2 separate regions of the Mus musculus genome follow, and region 1 is linked to region 2. Evidence: chromatin contacts called from public HiChIP or PLAC-seq data. All regions are on one chromosome and are shown on one strand. The core of a region is the stretch at or near the end of the contact, and the rest is flanking DNA. Distances in the headings are between cores, read along the strand shown.

What was found. HiChIP or PLAC-seq counts read pairs in DNA pulled down with a chosen protein or histone mark.
Region 1: a contact with region 2 is called in an H3K27ac HiChIP or PLAC-seq map of heart atrium, with 11 times the contacts expected there. The contact joins two enhancer-like sites. A contact is called at or near these places in 1 of 15 datasets of contacts at CTCF or cohesin (the NIH/3T3 cell line) and 3 of 115 datasets of contacts at active chromatin or transcription factors (astrocytes, heart atrium and pancreatic cancer cells).

The regions. Positions count from the first base shown.
Region 1 is chr19:28,748,520-28,754,454 of GRCm38.p6, forward strand. No RefSeq gene overlaps it. Among named protein-coding and RNA genes, the nearest start is that of Gm35922, 8.5 kb to the right of the region's middle. Within about 2 kb of position 2,107, at least 5 of the 459 cell types and tissues checked have an H3K27ac peak or open chromatin away from gene starts, as enhancers often do. A contact at or near this core is called in heart atrium, where this site is marked.
Region 2 is chr19:28,325,862-28,332,221 of GRCm38.p6, forward strand. All of the region lies in intron 6 of Glis3 (GLIS family zinc finger 3), which reads right to left. Among named protein-coding and RNA genes, the nearest start is that of Gm35866, 35 kb to the right of the region's middle. Within about 2 kb of position 3,105, at least 13 of the 459 cell types and tissues checked have an H3K27ac peak or open chromatin away from gene starts, as enhancers often do. A contact at or near this core is called in heart atrium, where this site is marked.

The sequences.
Region 1 (5,935 bases), core at 857-3,356, 420 kb after region 2:
TAAAAATGGTAGAATGCCTGATTTTGCTCTTGGGAATACAATAAGCAGATATTGATTTCTGCTGAAGTTAACATCAGGAATTATTGAACTGAGAGGTTTACATTACCTTGGTTTCCACTTTAGTAAATATTTAGCTTGGAAAAATAATTATTCTTGATGTTAAGTTAAAAGTATATATATATACATACATACACAGATATATTACATATGTACATATATAATGCATAATTTATATATTTGTATATATGCAATATGTATATTCATGTGTATATATATATATGTATATGTGTTCTTTGATCCATAGTAAGGTGAATGCTAACTATACATACATACATATGCAAATTTACATAGGTGTGTACTTGCTCTTTTATAGTTTTCTATGTATTTATATAGTATGCATTTAAAACATCTCTAAAGAATATTAGGCTTTGTAAAAGAAGCAAGGTATAAAATAGCCTACCTGTGTTCTTCACATCTCCTGATGAAGCCATTCCTGCCCTCTGTTGTCTGTCCTTCAGTGAGTCCCTCGCTCTGTGCATACCATTCCATTGGCTCCTGAGACAGAAGTCAGTGGAGAAAGACAGACAAGTGAAGAGACCAAATTGTCGGCCCCACCCCTGGTTTTAGATCACTTTCCATCGGACAACTCCATCTCTGCAAGTCCTCTCTGTGTAAGGAGAGGCCGTAACAGAGGAAGGAGCAAGCCGTTGACTAGTCTGACCATAGTGAGAAAAACATAGTCCATCTTAGCCAACACCCACCTGCACCTGAGCAGCGCGAACGTACTAGGTTAGGAATCATGGGTGGGTGGTTAGCACAGTGTTATTAATAATTTTAAATTGATGTCATTTTTCACAGAAACTGTTAGAATGCATTGAGCCTTTGCATCTATCATGCCAGGTTATTTCTTCCCATAGCCCCATGAGGTCAATGCTGCCAGCCACGTTTTATAAATGAAACCATTGAAGCTAAGAAATGCTTAAATCCTTTATACATGGCCCTACAGATATTAACAGCTGGGGTTTGAATCAATGTCTGTTTGCTTTCAAAGTCTATCTTCTTAAACATTGTTTTATGTTGCCTTTTGCTGAGGAACAGAGCTGTGTTCAAGTGCATACGCCTTAAAGGCCCTACAAAAGCAGTTTGTTCATATTAAGTGAAATTGGGGATGAGAGCTGAGACAGAGACCTGGCTCGGCAAGGCCAAGGCAGGAGATAAAGGAACATCCTGCAGTCGGCCACTAATTGCCTTGACCTTATGTTGTCCAGAGGCCTGTTTCGTAGTTTTCTTTTGACGAGGACCTATTTCTGCAGTCGCTCACGAGTGCACACAGCATTCAGCACCGTGGTTCCTGGGTATTTGGAATACCTTCTGTCCCTGTCTGAGGGTCCATGAAGTCACACGTGGAGGGAATGCTGTGGACAGCTCCTGGCTAATCTACCTAGGGCACTGCTCTCCACAAGGAGAGAACATATCTTGCCTCACTGTGGGCAGCCCTCGAGTGATGGCCAGTAGGTATGGGCAAACAGCAAGACCTGGCTGGGTGACTCAAGAGTGGACTCCTCTAGCTAATGATCCATTTGCAGTGTTCCCCCAGGGGACCCTCTGAACCTTTCTTTTCAACTCTTTCACAGCTGGGCTTCTCCTGACCAAAGCTGCTCCTTGGCCCTGCTTCCCCCATCCCCCCACCATTGTTCTTTTGCCTCAGGAACTCAATAAAACAATTCTTGTAAATAGATTTGATGAACGCCCCCCTTTCCCTCCCATTCTCCAGCGGCAGCAAAAAAAAAAAAAAAAAAAAAAAAAGTCTCAGATTTCCAGGACTGAGCTAAACTCAGTCCTGGGATAGAACCCGAGGGGTCCAAGCTTCCAGGCACCCCACATTCCTTTCCCTGTCCATTTCATAAACACTCCTGGCCTGACCTTACGCTGACCTTGCGAACAGCTTCGGAAGAGTTGGCACCAAAAGTTAGCAAAGACGAGCAACCAAACTTCTTCAACGTAGCATGATGATTTTATTACATCTTAAACCGCCAAGCTCGGTTGAACAGCAGTGGGAATTACGCTGTCTAACTTGATGTTCCTTTCCCACTGGTGAAGGGAAAGATCTTGTAATGTTTGAAAAAAAATTATTTTTTTTGCAAGTTTGGAATGTTATCTCTCCTCTCCCTGTCCAAAGGAAATAAAATGTGCTAGCAGTTTAATGAGAAAAATTCTAAGTGGAATTCCAATGATCAACTGATACACTCTTTCGGGCTTACAAAGCAGAAGCAAGCCGGTGATACGTGGTGATGGGGTCCACGTTTGCTTATATGAAATCAAATCACTGAAGGGGGCCTATCAGGCCCTGTAGTCGCCACAAATGCCAGGAGAGACAACTATCAGGATAGGCAAGCCACTGGACATGAAACCAGCCTCATTTTTCTGAAGCCAGTGGGCAGAGCACATTCTTCTTAACACGGGTTTGCTGTGGGGTTTTTCCGCTCTTTTTTTTTTTTCTTTAATTTTTCCTCTTTTCATTTTTTTTTCTTTCTTTTTCAAGAACATTCTCCCATCTACGGAAGAAAGGAAACTCATTTTTTTTTTCTGCTGACTGGCTTGTGCACAACTGGAAATTATCAAAGAAATCGCTGTATCGTTGATGCAGTCAGAAAACACAGAAAACAGGAAGCCGATTTCCATCTGAGAATGAGGCCTCTCAGCTGAATCTCCCTTTGGGGTTGATGACCACGCTCTTTCCATCCTGGCCCAAGGCCAGTTTTATTAAACTTCTACAGCACCAGCTTATTTTTCAACCTTTCCCAACCAGAGCTTTCCTGATGGATTTCTCTCAGTCATGTGCACGGCTCTGAGTTTGCCGCCAGCAAAGAGTTCCACGGGACCAGGACCTTACCTTCTATGGGCAATGCCTGGCTGGGATTCTTGTGATCAAAAACATTAGGGGGTCTGTGGAAGGAGATGACTCAAGCGGTGAAATGCCTGCCCTGCCAGCCTAAGGATCTGATTTGAAACTCCAGCACCATGACATGAGACTATTAACAATAGTGGGCTAGAGGGAGAAGCATGTGGGCCTTACTGGGCAATCAGCATAGCCCAACTGATGGTCTCCAAGTTTGGTGAGAGATCTTGTCTCAAACAATGTCATGAAGGTTAATACATTGAGTTACAAAGATTCACCATTATTTTTACTAGGGTCTGTTCCAAGTTATGGGGGAGCATGGCAGGACTCCTAGTCCAGTGCTACAGAAGAGCCTTCTGGGATCTTCAAGCCTTGTCTTCAAATTCTCTTTGGAAGCCTTCTTAAGTCAACCAGTCAGGTCTTGTTGTTTGCCCATACCTACTGGCCATCAATTAAAAGCTGCCCACAGTGAGACAAGATATGTTCTCTCCTTGTGGAGAGCAGTGCCCTAGGTAGATTAGCCAGGAGCTGTCCACAGCATTTCCTCCACATGTGACCTCATGGACTCTCAGACAGGGACAGAAGGTATTCTTACCAGGGTCTGTTCCAAGTTATGGCAGGACTCCTAGTCCGGTGCTACAGAAGAGCTTTCTGGAATCTTCAAGCCTTGTCTTCAACTTCTCTTCAGAAGCCTTCCTTTGTTGGCAGGATGCCTATAATCCCTACCAAGAGTGACCTATTAAATACTGAGAGTGATCCAAGAAGGTACCAAATGTTGGCATCAGGCTTGTGCTACGTACCTAAGTACCTACACACATATATGCACACACACCAATGAATATGCGCACATACTGCCCACACACACACAGTTATTCGGAGGGCCATTTAGTCATGCTCATTCAAAGATGATGGTGGGCAGAAGAAGCACACGGGGATTGGGAGACCAGCTGTTCACCATGTGAGTGGAAAACCCCATAAACTCTGCAGACCGAGAGAAGGATCTAGAAAGACCACTTGGAGACGATGGCAAAGCATAAAATGTGCCTAATTTGAAGGAGAAAGAAATGGACTTAAAAGAGTTGGAAGAAGAGAGGTAAAAGAAAATAGCAAAAGAGAAATATAGTAGTCTCTTAATATCTGGGTGAGGTTCATTCCAAGATTCTCCCATGGACCCCTCCCCAATAAACCATGAATGCTCAAGTTCCCCATAGAATGACTAATATCTGCATACAACACACACAATTTTTCTATATACTTTAAAAGCATCTCTAGATTGTTCATGATGCCTAGTATAAGATAAATAATACATGAATAACAATGATAAAAATTGCCTACAAGCGTTCTGTACAAACACAATTTTCCCCCAAAATATTTTAAACTATGGCCAGTAGAATCCAAGGAAGTATAACCCTTCCCCCAGCCCCCCTGTTGCCGAATGAGACTGGATCTGTAACTCAAAATCAAACAAGGACAAAGAAAGAGAAAATGAGAAGTGAGAAACTACTCTGTTGTTTATTTGGTAAATTAGAAAGCAGTTTTATTAATTCCAAGAGACAGACTTGACCTAGAAAACCACCAAAAAGGAGTAAGAGGAGGAGAAAGAAAGTAGTGATCAATTCTTAATAATTAAAGATGGTTTTAAATGATTTGATTGCTTTAATGTAAAAAAAAAAGTGAGAAATTTAGGGCATAAAAATAAAAATTAATTTACTTTAAGAATGAATGTTAATGTTCTTCAAACACATTTAAGATGTGTGTAAACTAAACACAAGATTTGGAGCAGAATTCTGTCCAGTGCATCAGTTAAGAGCCCTAAGGCTCATTTCCCACAGTGGCAGTGCTTAGCATTGAAAAAGACTTTAATTTCTCAGCCTCGAGTGTCCCAGAACTGGAGTCCCCCCAACCTCTGTTACCTCAGCAAACGCGCCCTGAGCAACACTGATCATAGACCGGTTTTCCTTTCATATTCATGAAGTCTACCTACACAGTGCTTCTGCTCAGAAAGCATGCATGTGTAAATACTTTTAGTCTGCGCTTAGCACCGTCTGTAGCAAATGGTCGTGAAGATGAATACATTGAGTTACACAGATTCACCATTATTCTTGTTAGGGTCTGTTCCAAGTTATGAGGGAGTAGGCCGGGCAGTGGCGGCGCACGCCTTTAATCCCAGCACACGGGAGGCAGAGGCAGGTGGATTTCTGAGTTCGAGGCCAGCCTGGTCTACAAAGTGAGTTCCAGGACAGCCAGGGCTATACAGAGAAACCTTGTCTCGAAAAACAAACAAACAAAATGCTATGAGGGAGCATGGCAGGACTCCTAGTCCAGTGCTACAGAAGAACTTTCTGGAATCTTCAAGCCTTGTCTTCAACTGCTCCTCGCTCTTCAGAAGCCTTCCTTCATTAGCAGGCTGCCTATAATCCCTACCAAGCCTGACCTAGTACATACTTAGAGTACATACCACTGGTAATAAATGAGTGGCCATGTTATAAAACCTGCTGTGCTGGGTTAAACCTGAATAAAAGCCGAATGGAATATATATTTATAATACTTTTAAAAATACTTGGTCGTTCTTATTCAATCTTATGATATCTCTCAGACTACAGAAGAAGTCTCAATCGATAGAGCAGCTAATCACTCTGAAATTCTTTTTTTTAATTAGTTATTTCCCTCGTTTACATTTTCAATGCTATCCCAAAGGTCCCCCATACCCACCCCCCCAATACCCTACTCACCCACTCCCCCTTTTTGGCCCTGGCGTTCCCCTGTACTGGGGCATATAAAGTTTGCAAGTCCAATGGGCCTCTCTTTGCAGTGATGGCCGACTAGGCCATCTTTTGATACATATGCAGCTAAAGACAAGAGCTCCCGGGTACTGGTTAGTTCATATTGTTGTTCCACCTATAGGGTTGCAGTTCCCTTTAGCTCCTTGGGTACTTTCTCTAGCTCCTCCATTGGGGGCCGTGTGACCCATCCAATAGCTGACTGTGATCATCCACTTCTGTGTTTGCTAGGCCCCGGCATAGTCTCACAAGAGAG
Region 2 (6,360 bases), core at 1,855-4,354:
GCAAGTGGGGAGGAAAGGGTTTATTCAGCTTACACTTCCACATTGCTGTTCATCACTGAAAGAAGTCAGGACTGGAACTCAAGCAGGTCAGGGAGCAGGAGCTGATACAGAAGCCATGGAAGGATGTTCTTTACTGGCTTGCCTCCCCTGGCTTGCTCAGCCTGCTCTCTTATAGAACCCAAGACTGCCAGTCCAGAGATGGTCCCACCCACAAGGGGCCTTTCCCCCTTGATCACTAATTGAGAAAATGCCTTACAGTTGGATCTCATGGAGGCATTTCCTCAACTAAAGCTCCTTTCTCTGTGATAACTCCAGCTGTGTCAAGTTGACACAAAACTAGCCAGTGCAATGACATTGACCAGACATTCCTAAGAATGTCTCTTTTCTGTGTTCCTGTCACTTCCTCGGTTCTTCTTCCTCTTTCCATAGCTTCCCCCCCCCCCCCCCGCTCTGGAGAACCTCTCCAAGTTAATAGGGTTAACACATTTGTGTTTCAGTATGGCACTTTCTAGTGTGGAGTCCAGGGAAGACTTCTGAAAGGCAGGGTTATGATGAACAGAGCCCTGAATAAAATTAAGACAGCCAGATGTACATCTGAATATTTGTGAAGAGGTAAGAAGTTGACAGGCCCGAAAACAGTCACAAGAGAGGAGTGAGCAACAGAACAAGAAGAGTTTGTGGCACAGGGTGAGAGAAATGGCCAGAATTCAAGTGGGTACAGGCCTACAGAAACATGAAACTTTAGCTTTTGATTTGTGTGGTTATTGCAAGACTAAGGGGATGGGCAAGCAGGAAGGCAAGATGCATGTCTTATACTATGGATATGTAAAAACCGAATGAAAACAGACAGAACTGCTAAGGGAGCAGCTGTCACACACCACTCCTAAGGGAGTAGTTGCTACACTACTCCAAATGAGTTTTTGCTGTAGTAAGAGGTGTTGAAAGGTGGTCAGCTTCTATTTGGAAGGTGAAGCTGAATTTGATACAGTAAAAGAGGGGAATTCAGGATAGATCCTGTGATGGTTAATCTTGACTGTCAACCTGATTAGGTGAGGAATCAACTAAGAGACATGCTCTCAGGAAGACCTGTGAGGACACTTCCCAGAAGGATCACCTGACCTTCCTTTAGAGTGAGTGGCACCTCCCACCAAAGCAGAGAGTAATAAGGGAATGAGGAGAAGGCAGTGCATTGACAAGTGTTGCTTAGGAATCCATCACTGTTGCCAGCACACTGCAGCCTCTTTGAATTCCAATGTGGAATGAAGACCAGTGGCTCTTTAGGGACCTTCCAGGTCTTCAGGTTGGAACTTCTGAGGCATCCAACTCCAATGGAAGGAGGAACTATGGGGTCCTCAGCTTCTCCAGGATGCAAATGAACACTGGTAAGATGACTCTTTCCTCAGGCACCCAGAGTACAGGGCACTTGCTGTCCATAATGCTGTGACTGGGTCTTGTAAACAGAGACTGCAACTGAATCTCCAGCTTGCTGATGGTCTGTCTTAAGGTTTGGGAACCCACAGCACAGGACAATGTGTCATTAGTATTGTGAAAACCAGCCACTGGCTGTCAACTGGATTTGTGAGCATGAGCCTCAAGACTGCATCTAAAGGAAGTGACTATCTCTACTGATTTGTGATGTAAATACCCAATGACATCATCTCCTAGTTTACCCCCCAACCGGAAAGTTTCCAAAGATTCACAAGAAGCTAAACATGTTGGGGAGACTTTGAGTGGATACTCAAATCCCCTGGGGCTTCTGAGCTTGGGCAGTGTGTTGCTTCCCACCCCTGCTGTGATGTGACCATCTCCCAGCTTCCCGACTTTGTGCCCACAGCCAGCAACTAGCACAGGTCTGCCATCCTCTTCACCTTGAAATGGGACAAAATCGGTGATGTCAGTTATAGTCCGCATCTCCTGGTTGAGGAGACCATCTCAAGCAGGACCCTTCTCTAGCTTCTTCCCCGCCTCTCTCCTAAATTGTGGGAGGCACCTGATTCCCTGGCTCATAGCAGACTTCCAAGAAACATTTTAGGAAACACTAAAAACTCAGTGTTTTTTGTTTTTTTGTTTTTTTGTTTTGTTTTTAATTCAGAGCTTCCCAAAGACAATCAGAAGTACCTAAAAGAATGTGTGGGTACATTTCTCTTCTGTGTATGTCCTTCCCAGACACCAAGAATATGTGTGTCAGTTAGTTTTCCATTACCTTAAGGATGGGTAAGAAATCAAGGCAAATGTTTCTAAGAAGAGAAAACCAAGCTATTGTTTGAGGCCCCTAGTGAGGGCAGCACAGCCAGCCAGGAATACCTAGTAAATAAATGGCTTACTTATTTCTCCAGTAAGCCCAATCCAGGAATCCACCCACATTTTCCTCCTGTCCTAAAGATCTCCCTAAGCTGACTTGCTAAATATTTCCCCACCTCCCAAATGTCACCTTTAACATGGATGGGTCTTTGGGGCCTTTAGAGGCCTGACCTAGATCTCAGGAACTATCAGAGTTGGCTATATCCTGCTACTTAGAAACTCGGTATCAGGCTCAGGGGCACAGTAGGATGACCCTGGACAGCTCTGAGTCCAGGAGGCCTATCTGTGGATCGGTGTTAGAGTCTATCTTTAAAAACCATTTTAGGGTTGACTTTTTGTACTTATCGTGGTAAACACAATGTCTCTTTTAGCTTCTGCACAGCTTCCCATTATGAAATACTTGTTCCAAACGATTGTTTTTCAGCTTTAATAATGAAGTCACCCGTCACAGCCTGACACGCTTCCTGTGCGTGGGAACGTGAGCTGTTTCCCTCACAACACAGTAACTCTTCCTAACACAGAAAAACAAGGCGCCGTCAGACGTGACTGGTATTTGTTTGTATGTTCGAGACTATTCTGCCGATGTTCACAGCTCTTCAAATGGGACAGGAACTCGACTTCCGTCATTTCTTTTGTTTGCTTCAGACGTGATTGAATAATCACCCAAGATTAAGTGAATCAAGTGGAAAAAATCAGGATGGGGAAAAGGCCAGATTCTGTCATTTGCAGTTCCATTACGTTGTATCCCAGGAGCAAAGGCATTCTGTGAGCCTGACACAGATAGACTTCCAAAGAAAACCAGGCACAATCAAAGGCTTTTTGTCTTCTCTTTCTCCAGTGAGCAGAGTCCACTTGAGCTAGGCATATTTATCCATCACCTTGTCAGGATTCCTTTGTTCTCCAGAAATCAAGTGCCACCAAAATATGTTTCTGAAGAAACCCAGCCAGAAGGAAAGACAAATAGTTTTGCCTTTTTCTAGAGGCTTAGGGTTTATCACCAGAACATTCTTATCAAGTATTCTTTCTCTGTGACACTCTGAGCAATGTGGATCTCAGGGAATTAGCTCATTGCCAAAAGGCTTAAAAATAATTACAATGAATTAACCTATTATATTAATTACAATTAATTTTCAGTTGAAGGTAAGAATTCCATCTCTAGGGGATTCCTCGGCACTGACATTCATGAAGTGGCTCTGCATATCATAGGTAATTAATTTCCAACAATCTGCTATCAAATTTGTTTCCTTTGGGGATGACCAATTTGCAAGGAGAAAAAAAAAAAAGTAAGAGTGAATAAAGTTTAGGAAATGGGTCTGGAAGAACCAGAACTGCCCAGTCAGGTAGCCTTGATTCTGGTTGGCAGTGACTGGTAAGACCCAAAATTGCACCCATCAAGATAGATGGACATAGCAAAATAAACAACTAGGTGTATACCTTAATAATGCCATGAGAAAACATTTCCAATATGCACGCAAATATAAGTTATTTAGTTTAAATACTGGTTGATTGGAACCATACACAGAAACACACAGTTTCAGAGCACATGATCTTGGGGGGGTCTCATAATTGTCCCTGTTAGCTCTGGGCTGGTGGCAAACATTCTACATAGCCTCTGGCACCTCCTGGCCCTATGTGAGTGGTAGCTACTTGAAATGTGACCAGTGCAACTGGGGAAGTGACGCTTTCATAACTGAAATGAAACATTATTTACAGTACTAAACTGCAAAGTAGTAGCGCCTCCCAGGGCACCAATCACTTTAGCCTCTGCCTAAATCCTTCTGGTAGAAGGGAGCTCACTTCCTTACCATTCAAGATCCTCTACTGATCAACCAGCATATTCATTTGGGGTGTGTGTGTGTGTGTGTGTGTGTGTGTGCACATATGCACACAGGTCATGAAATTTGAAAGGGGATCATGAGAGAAGATGAACTGACCTTAAGGGAGAGGGGAAAAAGACGGTAATGAAATGTATCTGAAATGAAAGCAGAAATGAAGACCATTTATGGGAAAGAGGAAACCAGACAGAGTGAGGGGAGCATACATTAGAGGAGATACTGGGAAAGGGCGTGGGGGAGATAATTAGAACAGAGAATGACACATGGGCATGGGGATATCTTAACAAAACACAGTACTTTGTAAGCCACATTAAAGTTATTAGAGGGAGGGAAGGAGGGAAGGAGGGAAGGAGAGTTTCATAGGGAGAGAGGGAGAGGGAAAGGGAGAGGGAGAGGGAGAGGGAGAGGGAGAGGGAGAGGGAGAGGGAGAGGGAGAGGGAGAGGGAGAGGGAGAGGGAGAGGGAGAGGGAGAGGGAGAGGGAGAGGGAGAGGGAGAGGGAGAGGGAGAATATGTGAATGAATTTTAATTGATGTTGAACTATTACTTGCCCACTGGGCCTTATGCCTTCCATTGGCCCCTAGACTACACAGAATAACTTTGCCCACAGTCAGCCTTTAAACTTCTAGTATTTGGAAAAAATACTAGAAAAAAAAAACATTAAAAAAAAAAACTTCAAAAGATGCTATAGGACAGCAGAATTTTAGTTCTGATGGGCTGTGTTCAAGCTTCAGTGTCTGCCTGCAACTTAATACTTCTTCTACAGGCTGAACATGATTTTTTTTTAAAATAATGATGAAAGGATGCTTAAGTAGGCACTGGTGTAGCCACGTAGCTTAACAAACCATGGCCCAGTGGCTGGGAAATGCCATGCAGGTATATTCACTGAGTGCAGTTGACTCTTGTAAAATGAGGATACCATAGCTGCCTTGCTTGCTTGAAGAACTGAGATAGAACAGGAGGTACTTAACATCATGTGAGGTGCACAAATGTCAGTACAGGACCTCCATGTAGCTTGTGATCCTATGTGGTCCTATTCACCACCCTCCCTCTCCTTAAAACTGGATCTCTGTTCAAACAATACCCAGAGGTAACACTGAATTGGCTGTCTGACTCACAGAGGCTCAAGAATCAATGCCACCCTTGTTCTTGACATTCTACAGTTTCCATTTCCTCTATTAACATCGCCTGAACAGACAACACCTTTTAAAAAGCCACGGTCTGCATTTCCAGCCGGTCATTACCTTGTACCTAAGGCTATGCTGGGGCTGAGAGATAAGGGGTGCATAATCTCACACAGTTCCCTGCCCTTGCTGAACTTCTGATCCACTGTAAGCAAAACAGCAAATGGGCACCTTGGACCTTTCCTTATGTGTGACAGTCTTTGTTTTTGAGCATTATTTATATTGGAGCTCACACTTGCTAACGCTCCATTGCTGTTTGCTTTTATGGAGCATTAGCTGTGTTTCATTTAACTCAACAGCCTATTGGCTGCCCCCCCCCTTCCACTGCCATTTGTAGAATACATTTATTTTCTGGTGATAACAATAATGGCATCTCTGACCAAGAACCGAATCATCTACAAAAACCAAAAACAAACAACAACAAAAAAATAGCCTATGCCCAACGAACAACATGTTACCATCAAATCAATAACCACTCAAATAAACACTATTCCATTGCGTCAACTATGAACCAGAACATGGGGTCTGGACTCCGACTTGGACCCAGCTTGAACTTTTATGTTCTTTCTTAGGAAACGTGTGACAACAGTGAATAGATTTTTCAGTATCTCTTATGACTAGTTTTCTCTCTCTGATATGGACACTCAGGAAACCTGATGTGCATTTATGTGTTATGAGTGCCTGTGGAGGTCAGAAGACAACTCAAAAGAGCAGGTTCCCTATTTCCAGCATGGGGCTCGGAGATGAAACTCAGATAGCCAGGTTTGGTGGCGAGCACCTCCATCTTGATCTGTCCCACCAGCCCATCTTGATCTGCCCCAGCTTATAAACTTGTTGCAAGGGGTGATGCAGACAATTCACAATATATAATCAGCGTTAACATGTGCAAACTGCTATGTCGATTAATCATTGGTTTGCACTAACATTTCCTGTGACACGCTGTATAGACTCCTAACATGTACTCTTATTTTTTTTTCTCTCCCTTGTTTAGTTTTTGGATCTTTTTCTCTGTCTGTTTACCAGGTTTTCTTTCTTGACAGTG